3 separate regions of the Mus musculus genome follow, and regions 1 and 2 are each linked to region 3. Evidence: chromatin contacts called from public HiChIP or PLAC-seq and promoter capture Hi-C data. All regions are on one chromosome and are shown on one strand. The core of a region is the stretch at or near the end of the contact, and the rest is flanking DNA. Distances in the headings are between cores, read along the strand shown.

Evidence for each region. Promoter capture Hi-C pulls out the DNA fragments that hold promoters and counts their contacts. HiChIP or PLAC-seq counts read pairs in DNA pulled down with a chosen protein or histone mark.
Region 1: a promoter capture Hi-C map of second pharyngeal arch cranial neural crest shows a contact between it and region 3. The contact joins the promoter of Pcp4l1 here to the promoter of Arhgap30 in region 3. A contact is called at or near these places in 9 of 39 promoter capture datasets (the C10 cell line, the HPC-7 cell line, cranial neural crest and 6 more), 1 of 115 datasets of contacts at active chromatin or transcription factors (pancreatic cancer cells) and 1 of 9 other capture datasets (liver).
Region 2: a contact with region 3 is called in an H3K27ac HiChIP or PLAC-seq map of microglia, with 3 times the contacts expected there. The contact joins the enhancer-like site here to the promoter of Arhgap30 in region 3. A contact is called at or near these places in 7 of 39 promoter capture datasets (3T3-L1-derived adipocytes, the HPC-7 cell line, HPC-7-derived erythroid cells and 5 more), 13 of 484 Hi-C or Micro-C datasets (the AML12 cell line, B cells, the Ba/F3 cell line and 9 more), 4 of 115 datasets of contacts at active chromatin or transcription factors (bone marrow-derived dendritic cells, effector CD8 T cells, memory CD8 T cells and 1 more) and 3 of 9 other capture datasets (adipose tissue, liver and pancreatic islet).

Annotation. Positions count from the first base shown.
Region 1 is chr1:171,194,905-171,198,017 of GRCm38.p6, reverse strand. Pcp4l1 (Purkinje cell protein 4-like 1) reads left to right here and starts at 1,750. Exons shown (of 3, transcript NM_025557.1): 1 at 1,750-2,007. The coding sequence starts at 1,999.
Region 2 is chr1:171,575,358-171,578,454 of GRCm38.p6, reverse strand. Cd244a (CD244 molecule A) reads right to left here. Exons shown (of 9, transcript NM_018729.2): 4 at 1,108-1,212; 5 at 486-640. Among named protein-coding and RNA genes, the nearest start is that of Gm35200, 15 kb to the right of the region's middle. Within about 2 kb of position 1,559, at least 13 of the 459 cell types and tissues checked have an H3K27ac peak or open chromatin away from gene starts, as enhancers often do. A contact at or near this core is called in the AML12 cell line, memory CD8 T cells and microglia, where this site is marked.
Region 3 is chr1:171,387,372-171,390,536 of GRCm38.p6, reverse strand. It overlaps Arhgap30 (Rho GTPase activating protein 30), which reads right to left and starts at 1,577. Exons shown (of 12, transcript NM_001005508.2): 1 at 1,174-1,577. The coding sequence starts at 1,270. Nectin4 (nectin cell adhesion molecule 4) reads right to left here. Exons shown (of 9, transcript NM_027893.3): 9 at 2,250-3,165.

The DNA.
Region 1 (3,113 bases), core at 501-3,000, 190 kb after region 3:
TCTTAGTTAGAGTTTTACTGCTGTGAACAGACACCATGACCAAGACAACTCTTTTTTTTTAATTTATTTATTGTATGTACATGAGTACATTGTAGCTGTCTTCAGACACCAGAAGAGGGTATCAGAACCACTAAAGATGGTTGTGAGCCACCATGTGGCTGCTGGAAATTTAACTCAGGACCTCTGGAAGAGCAGACAGTGCTCTTAACCACTTAGCCATCTCTCCAACCCCACCAAGACAACTCTTAAAAGGACAACATTTAATTGGAGCTGGCTTACAGGTTCAGAGGTTCAGTCCGTTTTCATCAAGGTGGAAGCATGACAGCATCCAGGCAGGCATGGTGCAGAAGGAGCTGAGAGTTCATAGTTTGAAGGCCGCTAGAGGAAGACTCACTTCCAGGCAGCTAGGATGAGGACCTTAAAGCTCAGGCCCATAGTGGCATGCCTATTCCAACAAGGCTACCCCTTCCTGGGCCAAGCATATACAGACCATCATATACACTAAAATTTATTTACTATATGTATGAGTATATGCCATATTCCCATGTTTGTACAGGTGCCTGGAAGTGACTTCTGGAACAGCAGCAAGTGCTCTTAGCTGCTGAGCCACCTCTGCAGCTCCTCCACTAAAATTTAAAAAGAAGACACAGTGTAGCCCATGAAATTTATATGAAATTCAAACTTCAGTGGTCACAAATACATTTATATCAGATGGAGCCATAGCTGTTTGTTGACATAAGTATTTGTGCCCGTATTCAAGTGCAGTAGGAAATGGCTCAGCAAAGAGTACAGCGATCCTACAAAGAAAAAAACATTTATTATTTGATTGTTACCTGGAAAGTTAGCTGATCCCTAACCTACAGGGTGAATTCTCATTATCATCTCAAAGCTCATTTCATAGCAGCAAGAATTAAGGTTTGTTTCACTAAGGACAACCTTTTCAATGCTAATTAATTGTTCATTAGAAAGATTCCAGAGGAGTATGCTGTACAGAGTGAGTAGGAGCCAGCCTAGTTAGAACTTTAGTAACTGAGGCAACCAGATTCCTATTAGAAACAGAATCACAGGATCTCAGATGGATCTTTCCCCCATCTTCCTAATTTCTAACCCAACAGAGGAAATGTATAAACACAAAGAGTCAAGTTAGAAAAAAAGACCGATTGAGGTCTTCCTTGAAGTTGGTTGTTGAGAAGAGACCAAACCACTGAATGGTAGTGACAAGTCACAGTTACAGTTGTTAACAGTCTGTGATGGTACCAACCAAAGAATATATCTATGAAAGCTGCAGTATCCGGGTTTGACTGACTGAAGCTGTAAGAGATTTTTATGAAGTCAATAAGAACTGTAGGCTTGAAAATTAAAGAATTTCCTTAGATGAAAACTAGATAGATAAACAGAACTAAAAGGTCTGTGTGTTTACCTGTGTTCTGTTTATTTTCTTTTTCCTTAAACGATATATACAATGTGAGGTTGAGCTAAGGCTCAAGAGCCTTAGCTGTTCTTCAAGAGGACCAGAGTTCAGTTTCTTCAGTTACTACTTACTACTTCTCTTTCCTTTACCGGTTCCCTACTTCGTTTTCTGTCTTCTCATCCCCCATGGTCTCCCCCCTCCTTCCCGCTCTCTCCGTCTTACCCTAGTTTGGAAATGCAGCAGATTTCTGAGCCTGCCACCACTGGGTTCAAGGAGCTGTCAGTCTGCACTAGGCAGAGTTTCTATTGGTTGGGCTGGAGGCAGGGACCGCAGCTCACTATAAAAGGTGGAGCCGGTCAAGGCGCCCGGAGCTGCTGACAGGACCAGGTCAGAAGGGGCTCCCTGAGCAGCGCTGCAGCCGGAGCATTTGGGGCAGCATTAAGCAACAGCTCGCAGCGTGCACTCTCCCCTCCGAGCCCTCCAGGGCCCCTGCCCCGGAGCCCAGCAACTCTCGGCCGCGGTTCACGCACGCATCTCCGAGGACCCCTTGCCTCACCTGCGCCTGCCACGCCCGTCCGGCCGCCGGGATGAGCGAGGTGAGTGGTGCCACTTGGCATACCCCGTCACCTCCGCGTCCGGGCCAGGGCTGCGGCGGGGAGAAGGCTGCGGCTCCAGGTCCCGGGAAGCTAGAGTTACTCTCTGGATGGACGCCACTGCCCCTCTAGGAAAGCCCCTACCTCCCGGCTCTCGGAAGCCACTGGCAGGGGGTGCTTTTAGCCTAACAATTGCAATAGTGCTTTGGGGAGGGGGTGACTGGAGTCAGCTGTAAGCGGGAACTGAGCTCTCGGGCAGATAAACTCTCTTGGGTGCTATCCTCCGCATCTATATCGTATTGCTCCGAGGTTACCATGGCTTTCTTTGATGCCCTCACTTCAGTTCTCTCCGACCTCCGCTAGGATTGTGTGGTTCTTGCACTCTATAAGTAGCAGCCAACAGCTCCATCCCTGGCCACCTAACTCCCTCCCTTCGGGTGGCAGTTTTCACTTATTCAATGAGGAACGATGTGTGTGTGTGTGTGTGTGGGGGGGTACCTGACGTCCATGAATACTGTAGAAGAGGAAGGCACATCTAGCACCTGGGGAGATGTTCTCTTCCAGAGAAGACCTCCCGTTGCAGTGCAGTGCCTGTTACATCCAAATTTTCGCACAGGTTCTGTGGTGATGGTCATGGGAGCCAACCCGGTCCTGTAACTGGTTGACTCGGTTCAAAGAACACTGTCCATGGTAACACATTAAGAAGAACTGTCCCTGTTATCTGACTTAATTTGTAGCATCCCAGGCAGATCCTCTTATCAGGAGACAAGATTGTCGTTCCTGGATGACGTCGATTTGAACAGTGGCTTAGCATGCCTGCCTTCTGCGGCCCCATTCTTAGTAAGCGCGCCCTTGTGTTCAGTATGTTGCTCAGCTGTATGCCAGTGCCTAGTTGTGCTACTTAGTAGCTCTGTGGCCATGGGAGCATCACTTAATTTGTCTGTGCTTCAGCTTTCTATCTGTAAAATGAAGGTAACACTGGTTGTTCTAAAAGATTAAATTATATATGCCAAGTACTTAGCACTCTACCTGGAGTCTAGTAGGTTCTCAATCTGGAATCTGAGTTAGCTAGTGTGCGTGCGTGCGTGTGTGTGTGTGTGTGTGTGTGT
Region 2 (3,097 bases), core at 310-2,809, 190 kb before region 3:
AGTTCAGTAGCTGAACTCTCCAGAAGAAGCAGAAAAGCAGAGAAACACTGGCCCTTGTTGGCAGCTAGAAGTCAGCAGGAGATTGTTGCTTTGTTCTTCTGTCTAAACCAATGTGAATTGTCTCCAGAAATATCTTCTAATATTGCCCCATCCTCTCCCTCATTTTCCTACTCCTTTTCTTTTCTTTCTTTCTTTTTTTTTTTTTTGAAAAAGTTCTTAAATAATAGGGTAGAACCAGCTGTGGATAATGCACAAAGGAAAGCTGGCCCTGAACGGTTTCTATAAGGGAAGGCAGTGGTAGACACACTCTGCCCTTTGCTATGGATTTCTACTGAGTTCCTCCCCTTGGCAGATCTAGTACAGCACCATGTGACCCCTTCTGCCTATTTCCCATTTTCTCTGCTCTCTCTCTTTTCTCCTTTTCCTCTTTGGGTAGAGCCAGGAAACTGGTGGAGAAGAAAAGCTAGAAGGGAGCTGAACATCACCTCAGAAACACGCCTGTCCAATTCTCTTTGTCCCCTCCCATCTTCCTGGACAGCCGAGGGAGATCCAGAGGCCCTAGAGCATCCTTGTTGATCCCTGCTGGCTCGTGAGTCCTTGACATATTCATATATTGTCAAAGGTTCCTTAGGGCTGAACTCTGTGTGAGGAAGAAAATAAATACTAGAACTTCAGAAAACTTCAGAAGATTTCCTACCCAGGATTCCACTTTGCAACTCACACCTCTACCAAAAATGGTCACTATTTTTAAAATGGCTCTAGAAAACAGGCAGGTTAATGCTCTTGCCAAGATACATAAAGAGCACAAGAGCAATTACCCATGATATAAATCCTCCACCAAGCTAGGAAGTCACCGACCAAACCCAGCACCTTAGATAAATCAACATATTGGGGAACCATGCTGTAAATATAGTCGGCCCACCATAGATAGTGTGAACAGGGGGTTGTAGACTTTGGTTGCCCTTCCCAACCTGTATTCACACATATCCCAACACCTCTCCCAGGAAAAGAAGATGCTGTGTTTAGAGTATAGTCTATAGACACAGGGTCAACCCACTACACCTGAAACCTCAAGCAACAGCATCCGTTCATGAGCCTTCTACTTACGTAACTGCTTCCTCTTCTTAGTCCACACACAGAAACAAATGATGGCCCCGAGAAATAATGTAACTAGAATCACGATGATCACCCCAAAGGGCAGAAATCTGAAATCTGAGGGACACAGACGTTAGGAAGACTGAGCACCCACTGTCCCATATGTTAACTTCAGGAACTATCCCGAACCCACTGTCCTCTCTCAATGGCCTGTCTGCTCACATCCTAGGGACTCCTCACCCTTGTCACTCTTCCTCAGTTGGGTGACAAACTGGTCCAACTTATAAATTCCAGAAGACTGGTGCTGCTTACTCACCTTGCCTGAACAAAGGAGATGTTTCCTGCTTCTGAGAGCTAATTACACGATCTGGTACCTGTAAAACATCTTGTAGTGCAGCTGCTATATCTATCTACTGTTCTAACTCAGCAAATATTCACCACAGACCTACTACTATAAGCCTCCCACTTTTCCTTCCTGTTTCTTCCTTTTTTGAACTTCTACATTCACCATCTGTGTTAGACATGGATACTGATCTGTAATCCACCCAACAAGAAGAGAACAGTAAAGAATTTCACATTACAGGTGCCTGCTAATGAGATTTTCATAAACATTATCTCATTTGATCTTAACAGGAATCTTGTGAGATGCCTCTGACTATCAATCACTCCTGCTACCTAACAGAGTTGGAAACTCATAGAAACTAATTAACCTGCCTACAATCAGAGAATTACAGAAATGATGAAGCAAAGATGGCAGAGGCTCCCAATGTTCCTGTTACTATGCCTTCCCTGACTCCTGTTTGATTATTTGCTGCCCATAAAGAACTTAGTTTTGTTCCCCACCACTTGAAGAAAAGTTCATGAATAATAGGGTTGAACCAGTTCTGGCTAACACACAACGGGGAACTGGTTCTGGTCAGAGATCCTTCACAGTTTATATAGTTTCTAACCATAACACTGTATTTTTACACAAGCTTTAACCTGCAAAACTCTTTTAGGTCCCAGAAACTTGGAACAATTAAACGTGATTTACAGAAACAGAAACTGAAAGTTTGGCTCTTTGGGGACATTTCCGATGAAAAGATATTTTTAGGTATCTTGAGATAGGCCAGACATGATTTTCCGGGGCAGATGTTAACCATGGTCACCTTGCCTGGCAGAAGTGTGCTTCTCCTGATAAAAGGCAGAGAGAGGGCTTAAAAAGCAACTATCAGCCAGGGTCATCTTCTCTAAACCTCCCCTGCTCCATTTGGTATGGGAAAGAATCCTAAGGGGTAGCTGGAAGAGGCAGAGTCTTCTCCTTTGAACTTCCCAGTGACAGTGGCCCTTCCACTGCATTCTCTTTTGTGTAACTTCAAGTTTTTAAGCAAATATATTGGCAGGGAGATACTTTATAATGTTAGCTTATTACTTCAGTTTTCTCCTTCAGTATCTATACTTTGAGTTAATCCTATTCGGAACTGTAATTCCACAGAGGGGTCCTAGCATTCCTGCAGGATTCCTGCAGAAGGGACTCCTGGTTTTCTTAGCAGCAATCTTCTGGGGGCAAAGAATTCTTCCTGGGTGTTTTGATCTGGCTGCTTGCTAAGAAGTTGGAAACTACACTCACTTGGGGGCCTGTCACTGAAGAAAGGAGGCTCAGAGGCACAGGCTACTGGGTGGATTAGTGGCTCAGGGCACTATCATGATGGGGCTGCACTTCCTAGCCAGCTCTGCCCACAGCCATGCAATTTTCCTTAGGACTAAAGTGACTGATGGGAGACCTGCATGCAGAGTCCAGGCCTGAAGGTGGCACCTGGAATACTTCAGGTCCAGTCCTGTGGGAACCTAAGTGTGTTCCAGGGAAAGCTTCTGAGAACCGACTCCTTGTGCTTTCTCAGTGTTTCTCTCCTCTGAGAAAAAGGAGACGTACCTGACCACAAGATAAGAAAATGCACTTTATGAAGCCAAACTTAGCATGGTAGAAACCTGAGCCCAAAGTAAGAAGCTATGCGTATTTTCT
Region 3 (3,165 bases), core at 328-2,827:
AAAGATTAATTGTCTAGAGTGGAACAATTATAAAGGAGCCAGGCCTGCTCACAGAGAAGAAGGCACAGAAAAGCCTACCTCATCTGTTTAACTATTTCTTAGGGCCTGGGCTTTCCCTTAATGGAGGCTGGTAGGGTTGGGGCCCTCTGATGGAGGAGAAAAGGGGAAGGAGGTGTCTGGGGACACAAGGGCGGGGCCAAGAGCAGGAAATGAGCTGGGAACCACCACCACCCTCCCTTCACTGCAGGCAACCAGAGAAGGGGGACAAAGAGGAAATGACAGATTGGGGTGGGGTGGAGTGGAGGGGGGCAGAATTGTGCCCCCTTTTTTTGTTAAGTTGCTCTGCGTGCTGAAAACAAGCTGGGCAGTGTAGTCGGGTCGGCACTGATCAATTTCAGAACAAATTAAGGCCTGGTTCTGAGTGGTGACTGCATGTCCTACACAGTGATGAGCTCCCAGGCCCACTGCAGAGGGAGCTCCAGACTGGGTGCACACCCCTCTTTATTGTAGTTTCCACTCCCCACTTCAAACCAGGGCTGAAGCAGTCTGGTTCACTTTTCCCGCATTCCCGGTGCAGTCTACCATCAACGGGTTTCTTCTTTGCAAGCAATTTAAAGAAGAGTGTCACTCCTCCCTGCTGCCCCCACTCCTGTGGCCCAGCAAAGGTGCAGAAGGGCTAGGTCCTTGTCCCTTGGTGCTGTTCTCCAGTTAGAATGCCTTCCTCTCCCCTCCGCAAGTTCTATCCTCAGACTCGCTGGGCCCTTTCTTACCTGTATCTCCACTTAGTGTTCCACCAACTATCCCTTCAGCCATTCTTCTGGCATCCGACCTCCATTCCCTCCACCCTGTCCCCAGTCTCCATTCTCTCATCTGATTCATCCACCTCTCCAGATTTTCCAAATCTCATCCCCCACCCCACCCCGGGACACATTCCCTCGGCATTCCCATCCTCGAGTTCTCAGCTACCCGGTCCCTAACTACCGCAGAAGGGCACCTCTCCATCTTCTTCTCTGAGCCACATTTCCTGTCTTGCCTTTGCCTAGATCTCAGGTGTGGTGATCCTGGGCCACTGCCCGTTCCCTAAGAGCTCATTCTGCCCAACGGAGAAGACAAGGTTGGCGTCTGCATGGCAATCCAGCCACCCAGCTGCCCCGTTCCAATTGACCTCCTTACCTTCCTGGCCCGAGTGCTGTAGATGCTCACGTAGGTCACACCCAAACACCCGTTCCTTAGAGCTGCCCTTCTTCTTTCCTTTCTGCCGAGACTTCATGACCAGGGCCCCCCGGGATCTCTGTCCCCCAAGACCTTTGACCTACCAGTCCCCCATGGAATCCCAGTCAGTAGTTGGGCTTGGCCCAGCCCCAGGGGGGGCAGGGCTCCAAACTGGAGGTGGAGGGTGGCCTGGGCAAGGGACAGCAGCGCTTGCCTCTGGGGGGCCCCTGGGGCCACACGGAAGTAGATATGGAAGAGGAAGCTACCAGAACCCTGGCATGAAGCTGTGTCTCGTGGCCAAGCTGAGCGCTAGCCCTTCTCGTCCTGTGCAGCTCGAGGGGGAGCAGGAAGCTGTGCAGCTCCTCAAACCCGCTTCCTGTTAGAGCATCTTTGCAACCACAGGCCTCGGGTGGGGGAGGTAGCTGGCATTCACATCCTCATCATTGCTGGGACTCCATTCATTGGTCACAGCAGAAGGTGATGTCAGAATCTCGGGGTGGAGTAAGGGTGCCTGGGGTGTGAGCAGGTGGCTGCCATTTCTAGAGACCGAAATCTCTAGGTGGGACAGAGACCCGAGGCTTTGCCTGTGAGCACGGCAGGAAAGGACCACGAAGAACATACCCAGGGTGGGGGATTCTTTGATGACCCTGCCATCTTGGTCAGGTCACATTACTTCACTGAGCCTCCAGTCGCTGTACATTTGAAAATGAGGACACAGACCAGGTGACTTTGAGTTTCAGTTTCTTTGTCTGTCAAAGGGTACACGGCTGACCACCCCACACAGCTGCTGGAAGTTTCCAGTACAGTCAGATTAGAACCACTTTAGAAACTAAGGCACTGGCTTCCCCAAAAGGAGGTTATGTCCACACGGCCCTACCTGAGGGCTCTCAGAAATGGTTACAATGTCTTTTGAAAGCCACTTGCTCCTTTCTTAGCTGTATCTGGGCCCTTTCCCTGGGAGGGAATCACATAGAGACTCAGTCCATAGCACTTGTGACTTACCCAGTTCAAGGGGCAAGACAGGAATCAGACAAAAAAAGGTTTTATCTGTTTATTTAAAAACAGAATATCATTTTATGTACAAATATACATATATTTACATGAAATATACATACTAAGACCCCAGATCCTTGGGGTCCATAAGTCCTGGGCTGCTTGGGAATGAAATGAGAGTTTCTCCTTTAGACCAGCAGATTTCAGGCCACACAAGGGTTGGATACTAAATCCCAGTATTCTGACTGCGTAAGTTTGGGCAGGCTAAAGAAAAACAAACATCTTACCCCAGGCTCCACACATACAAAGTGCCAGAGAGCCCCGGATTAATGACTCAGAAACCCCTGGGGAAGGGCCTGTTCTCACCCTCACCCACAACACCCCTTTCTCTTCACCTGAACTTCCACCTTCCCCGCGACCTACCCTCTGCCCTCAACACAACTGAACCAGGAGTCCTTGACAACAAGTCCCAACGCCGTGAAGGTACAAACCACTGTAGACACAGCGAGGACAAGATTCGAGGGGCCATGGGAGCCAAGCCCCCCCATCCCTAGTCTCTTATCCAGTGTTCAGACCTCATACCCCAGGTTCCAGACTCCTCCAGCTGTCAGCCCCCTCCCCAGAACCTCTGTGGGTGAAGGCATCCTAGGAAGAGAACTTTCCAGAACCACAGGCACTAATCCCTGCCGTGGTCTGCTAGACAGTTTGGTTGAATGCCTATGTGGCCTGGCCTGGCTTAAACAAGCCCAGTAAAGAACATGCACACACATCAATAAAGTTTCTTCTTTCTTTCTTTCTCTGCTTTTAAAGTTTCTTTTTCTCTTATTAAGGGAGTCTAAGCAGAACTCAGGAAGCTAGCTCCCTTGGAGTTTAATTTACAGAAGGTACGTACATGCAGCAGGCCCACAGGCCACCAGAGGGCAGAGGGCTTCTGTAACAGTTCTGGCCTCTGGCAGACCC